Regions from separate parts of the Sus scrofa genome. Here region 1 is linked to region 2. The links are chromatin contacts, called in public HiChIP or PLAC-seq maps. All regions are on one chromosome and are shown on one strand. Each heading gives the region's core, a stretch centred on a gene start, on an enhancer-like site or on the middle of the called end of the contact. The rest is flanking DNA. Distances are from core to core; before and after follow the strand shown.

What was found. HiChIP or PLAC-seq counts read pairs in DNA pulled down with a chosen protein or histone mark.
Region 1: an H3K27ac HiChIP or PLAC-seq map of alveolar macrophages shows a contact between it and region 2. The contact joins two enhancer-like sites. A contact is called at or near these places in 2 of 47 Hi-C or Micro-C datasets (epiblast stem cells and retroperitoneal adipose tissue) and 2 of 2 datasets of contacts at active chromatin or transcription factors (alveolar macrophages and skeletal muscle).

The regions. Positions count from the first base shown.
Region 1 is chr11:20,946,966-20,950,186 of Sscrofa11.1, forward strand. No RefSeq gene overlaps it. Among named protein-coding and RNA genes, the nearest start is that of LRCH1, 42 kb to the left of the region's middle. Within about 2 kb of position 1,901, at least 11 of the 83 cell types and tissues checked have an H3K27ac peak or open chromatin away from gene starts, as enhancers often do. A contact at or near this core is called in alveolar macrophages and retroperitoneal adipose tissue, where this site is marked.
Region 2 is chr11:20,855,419-20,858,667 of Sscrofa11.1, forward strand. The region is part of intron 1 of LRCH1 (leucine-rich repeat and calponin homology domain-containing protein 1); the gene reads right to left. Among named protein-coding and RNA genes, the nearest start is that of LRCH1, 50 kb to the right of the region's middle. Within about 2 kb of position 1,858, at least 14 of the 83 cell types and tissues checked have an H3K27ac peak or open chromatin away from gene starts, as enhancers often do. A contact at or near this core is called in alveolar macrophages and retroperitoneal adipose tissue, where this site is marked.

The sequences.
Region 1 (3,221 bases), core at 651-3,150, 92 kb after region 2:
ACCCAAACCTCATGAACTAAGAATCTGCATTTCAACGGGCTTCCAAGCAATTGCGGTTTTTGAAAAGTTCTCTTGTAACCCAAGGATTATTGAGATTTTAGATAATATTCCACATGCAGAGCCTAGCTCAAAAGGATTAAGACAGGACAGGGGCGCCTTTAAAAAATATATATTGAAAAACAGTTGATTTACCGTGTGTTAATTTCAGCTACACAGCAAAGTGACTCAGTTATACATATATGTTCGTTTTCATATTCTTTTTCATTATGGTTTGTCAGAGGATACTGAATACAGTTCCCTGTGCCATACAGTAGGCCCTTATACATACTGGTTTGCCTCTGCTAACCCCAAACTCCCAGGCCTTCTCTTCCCCCTTCCCCCTCCCCCTGGCAATCACGAATCTGTTCTCTCTGTGAGTACGTTTTTGTTTGGTAGAAAGGTGCGTTGGTGCAGAGGGATTTTTCTACTCCAGGGCTCTCCCCTTGCCAACACCCTGGCGGGGTGTGCTGCTCTGCCGCCCGGAAGCCCACCTGGCGGTGGCAGCCTCACACTGGGTGTCTGCCTTTCATGCATACTGCTGGCGGGGCAGGGAAACCTTGAACCTGGGCTGCAGCGGGGCGGGTGGCCGGGGAGGCAGCGTTGCTCTGGGGCACAAAGGTTCTGAGGACACCTAGATGAACGGACGTCAATGGCGCCTTGGCCCTGGGGCCTGGTGTTGCTCCGCTTTCCCTGCCACCAGTTTGGACATCAGGAAAACGCCAAGAACCAGCAGATCCTGAACTGGCTCCTCATTCCACCGAATGGCGGGTAGCAGTTCAACTTCAGGCCCTGGGCAAGTGCGAGGTGAAGGTCGCGCAGGCGCACGACGCCCTCCACCCCCCTCTCTGGCCACGCCCAGTGACCCCGCCGCGGCCCTCGCGACCTGCCCCACGTTCATCACCTGGTCTCCACTGTACCCCAGCGACGTCCCCTGCAACTGCGAGGGGCTTCTGGTGGACCCAGATGGTGCGCCCGAGCTCAGGTACAGCCGTCGACATGGAACGTGACACGTGACATTGAAGCTCTGCGGGTCCCAGGCCCCCGGCTGTGCCCGTGTGCCCCTCCATCCCCTGCCGCTTGGCAGTCACAGCGCGGCCCTCTGGAGATTTACCCATGGAGGTGTTTCTTCTAAACCCGCAGGCGGGACCGCCTGATGTCCAGGAAAATCCCCCGAGATGGGCCCTGGTCCTGTCCCTCCTGGCCTCCCCTTCCCCACAGTTCCTCATTAACAAGGTGTCGGAAAGACAGGACAGAGGATCAATTTTGAGAAGTAGTTCAGTGACGGGCTGATGAAAGCGGCGGAAATTTGGGTTATAGCCCTCTTTAGTAGTCCTTCGTCTCAGGCAGCTTCGTGAAATCCTGTTCTGTTTTCTCTCTCCAGCCCAACACTAAAAAATCGGGTGGGAAGATCCTTTTTCATTCAGTCAAAACCAGCCTATTTTTTTTTTTTTTTAATTTTATGGCCACACCTCCTGGGCCAGGGATTGAATCTGAGTCACAGCTGTGGCCTAGACTGCATATGTGGCAATTCTGGATCCTTTAACCCGCTGCTGCCAGGCGGGGATCTAACCCGCACCTCTACTGTGACCCAAGCCGCTGCAGTCAGATCCTTAACCCATTGCCCATAGCTGGAACTCAAAACCCAAACATTCTTTAAGTGTCATACAGAAAAAAGAGAAGGCTGGCGGGAGGAACTGAGAAGTGGTTGGTAAATTAGCCAGAATTTAGTAACTGGTGACGTGAGGCCGGGGTAGGGAGTGGGGTTGAGGAAGAGGGTGGAAATGAGATGCTTTCTCAGTTTGTAGCCTGTATGGCTGGGTTGAAGTGGTGCCTTCACACTAAGTGAGACAGAGGAGATAGAGGAAGTGCTGATTTAGGGAAGAAGAGGATGCGTTTCAGCACTGCTGAGGCTGAGCTAGACACTGTGTGGGCATTTAGATATATGAGTCTGAAGTTTAGGAAATGAATAATAATAAAAAAGAACCAACCAGGAAACATATGATTGATCTGGAACTGCAGTGGGGGAGTACGTGGCTTGTTCCTCTACATTTGGGGATAAAATAAAGGTCACTGCCCTCCTGACAACGTGTAAGCTTGAGTGGCATCAGGTCCGCTCTGCACTGGTTGTCCTCCTGGGAACGGGGCTGGGTCCTCACCTTTCTTCTCCTTTTGCTAGAGTGTGTCCTGCCTCCACACCCCCGCTGGAGGCTCCTCGGCCCTGGCCAGGATGAGTAGGCTGTGGCTGGCCCACTTCCCATCGGTCGCCGTTCCTGGATGTCACAGGTAAGCCTTTGGTTTTTGGATTTTCACGTCAGTCCCTATAGGAAATAAGAGGAGGATAAACATCAGAGCAAGAAGAGAAGTGGTCTCCCGTGTTTCTTTGGGGAGTAAATAGATTTTTCTGAACCATCCTGGTTGGCATTTTTCCTAGACACCAGAAGGGCCCCTTGGGAATTAAATGGGAACCCTATTGGCTGACTCGAGTGAGGGTAAAAACCAAGAGAATCCTAATAATGAAAACGATGTTATGTACTTTTCTCCTGGATTAACGGGTTGCTCTCCGTTGTTGTTGTCATTAATTCCCCTCTTTCTTTTAGCTTTGTTTTGTTGTCCTGTTTTATTTTGTTCTTTATTCTTATTTGTCCCCTCGGAACCAAATCTTGACTCTTGCACAAAATCTGATGCATGTGATCTGCATACCATCTGAGAGGTCTCCTTGTTGCTCTGGAGGGTGAAACCAGAGCCTCCCACCGTAGGTATTATGAGCACGGGGCTACGGGACTCAGATAAATGAATTCCAAATGCTGCCCTGTGCGGGATGAATAACAGTTCCTTGCGCTAAACAGGATATAGGATCCATGTGACATTTCGTGCTGAGAAATAAAGTGTCACAAGCCAGGCAAATGGCTTGTGGTTTTGCCACTTTCCTCTCAAATGATAGCAATATTCATTTTCCTCTTCTTCTTGACAAAGAAAAGAAAAAAAAAACAACTTGATCATCAGCCTTTTTGCTTTCCTTCAAAGATTTCGTGCAGCATGAAGTAAGGCTGACATTTTATAAGTGAACTTCAGGAATAAAAAGGCTAACCTGAACAGTTTTACATATATATATATATATATATATATATTTTTTTTTTGTCTTTGCCTTTTCTAGGGCTGCTCGCATGGCATATGGGGGTTCC
Region 2 (3,249 bases), core at 608-3,107:
GGACTGAACCTACGCCGCACAGCAGCAACCAGAACCACAGCAGTGAGAATGCAGGAGCCTCAACCCCCTAGGCCGTCAGAGAGCTCCTGAGAACAAACTTTTCAAGTGTCCTGTGGAAGCTGAATCTCAGGCTTTGCAGCCACACACATTTCCCTTCCAAAAAGCCCATCCAGGAAGTTCTGAATCTTTAATTCATTGTCTAACCAAACAGCCTTCCCATTCCATTTCCTCAAAACACAGAACAGGGCTGTTTTGTTTGTGTCCTTTTTTTTCTCTCAGGGGTGGGGATGGGGTGTGAAATTACAAAAGAAAAAGGCATGGGGAGTCTAAAAAGACAGACAAATTTTTCCTTTGAATTTTCTGAAACTGGATTTTTTTTTTTTTTTTTTTTGAGCTTGTAATGTATCAGCCACTCAGACGCAAAACCTTCTAAAAATCTGCAACCATCTCTTTCCTCTAGACAGGCAAGTTCCTGTGCTGTCTATTTTTATTCGGATTGTGCGCTGAACTGAGGCACCCCGGCTGCAAGAAGGCCAGAGGAAACCACGCGAGCAAGGTGCCAAAGAGGCCACTTCGCACACAAAGAAAGAGCAGTGTTTCTGGAACCTGTGGAGGAAAGCGTGTACCAGACACTGACTTACTTTGAAACCGCCTCAAAAACTGTGACGTTCGAATTCTGCTGTCCTTTTAGCGTACCTGGGGTTGCGGAACTGCACACCAACACAGATCCGCCCTTGCAGTGACAGACCAACTATAACATGGGATCAAAACCTCCCAGGGGTTCCCAGAATGTTGGGTGCTGTTGGGGAGGGTCATCTGGTTTGGCCTCTAACTACGCTTGTCCAACTTTGGGGGCGGGAGGGGGAGAAGAGAAGCTCTTATCTAAAGCTGATCCTGGAGTTCCCGTCGTGGCGCAGTGGTTAACGAATCCGACTAGCAACCATGAGGTTGCAGGTTCGATCCCTGGCCTCCCTCAGTGGGTTAACGATCCGGCGTTGCCATGAGCTGTGGTGTAGGTTGCAGACGCGGCTCGGATCCCACGTTGCTGAGGCTCTGGCGTAGGCCGGGGGCTACAGCTCTGATTCGACCCCTAGCCTGGGAACCTCCATATGCCTCGGAAGCGGCCCAAAGAAATAGCAAAAAAAGACAGAAAAAGTAAATAAATAAATAAAGCTGATCCTCATTATATATGCTAGTTGTGTTCTGTTCTGGAAGGTCAACTTGAACAGAGCAATCTTGTTTTACGTGCGTTTCTGGTTTAAAAACACCTTACGCGACACAGGATACGGATTCCTTCCTTACCACACTGTACTCACAGCCCACGGCCCTGCAACACCTGCCTGATACATGCAGTTTCTCCAAAAGGCACCTCAAGCCTTCTTGCACTCAGAAACACAGACAGGACTTGGGCACGACGCTTGGGGGCATTTAAACAGTGAAATCAGTGAAGGAAAGCTCAGAAATGCAAAAAGCGTGTTACCACAGCAAAACGGCTGCTTGTTTAGATCGAGAGCTGAAACAAGAAGGTAGAGCATTGCCTCCAGCAACTCAAATTTTTTTGCCAGTCTACACATTTGCAAATGAGCCCAAGAGCAACAGAAGTACTGATTTGGGGGCAAAAAACAAATCTGAGCAGGTAGGAAAACTCACAAATACGGAACCCTCGAATAACAAGGACCAGCTGTATTAGGCAACTTGGAAACTTTCCTAGACTTAGAGTAATTAATATGAAGTCTATGCAAACCTTTTAAAGGCCACTTGAAAATTCGGGTGTTCTGAGCTGCATACAGTGCACACAAATGACCATCTGTGGGAGGCACTGCAAATGCACCCCTCACTCCCCCAAATCCAGCAGGCAAGGCGCCAATCACCATGGACTAATGGTCTGACCACCAGCTTCTGCCACCACAACATCTGAGGGGCTCTGATCCAATCACCAGCCGCCTGTCTACCCACAACGGGATTTCCCACCATCTCCAGAAGGCACTTCCTCAAAATCATTCCCTTTGTCTATTCATGCCTTTAAAGTCTCATCTGAATGTAACTTCAAGTTAGAAGTCGCTGGCGTTCTTTCACACACTAACAAAGATATCTCTGTTTTTCAGAATAGTTCCTTTCCACCCATATGCTTAAGATAAAAACGCAGGATGAAAAGATGCCCGGTTTTCTCCTACTTATATTCATGGTCACACCAAGCATCTTCCATCACGGAAATGGAAACATACAACAGACATAATGCAACTGATATGGGATCCTTGCAAAATAACAAATGATTTTTTTTATCTCTCTGGAAAAATAAAGACTCAGATTTATTGTCACTGAATCAGAGTGCACCATTCACGCTGCCTCTTTGAGGCAGAAAACGTTCGGGGGTACAGGACAGGACGCAGGTCCCCACCCTGGGGGGGGGTGGCGTGCCCTGGGATCATAGTGTTTCTTCAGAGCTGCAGGGAAAGGTGAGACTTCACCAGCCCAACACTGGCTTGGAATGAAACCAATAAGCACTCAAGACGTGCTTCTGACTGTGACTCAAACCCCCTCCCCCAGCACCACTATTCGGGTCTCAGCTCCGCCTTCTTCCAGTCCAGTACGAAAATAGGAACCATGGCTTTTTGAAACTTCTGCTTTTTGAAAGTCCCAAAACTGGTTACATTTTTCTTTTTTTTTTTTGTCTTTTTTTTTTTTTTTTTTTTTTTGTCTTTTGTCTTTTTAGGGCCGCACCCGCGGCATATAAAGATTCCCAGGCTAGGGGTCTAATCGAAGCTACAGCTGCCAGTCTGCACCACAGCCACAGCAACACCAGATCCAAGCCACATCTGCAACCTACACCACAGCTCAAGGCAACACCGGATCCTCAACCCACTGAGTGAGGCCAGGGATCGTACCCGCAACCTCATAGTTCCTAGTCGGATTCGTTTCCACTGCGCCATGACGGGAACTCAGTAACTGCTTACTTTTGTAAAGCCTTTTTTTTTCTTCCCCCAAACAAAATTCACCTTTATTCTACTCCTGTGGAATTTCATAAGCCTTGGTCAGGAGAAGATAAAGTCTCCTATAAAAGGTCTGGCAGGAGAAACTGACGTTGCGTTTCTAATAGGCAACGATTGGACAAACACTGTGGAGAAGATACGGTGGTTTTTAGTCTTTTTTTTACAGCTGTTGAAAGACTTTTGATGCTACAACTAAAAAAGCTTGAGAATTAAAGTTATGATTTATTACGTGGAAAGAGATGTCTGTCATTCTTAATTA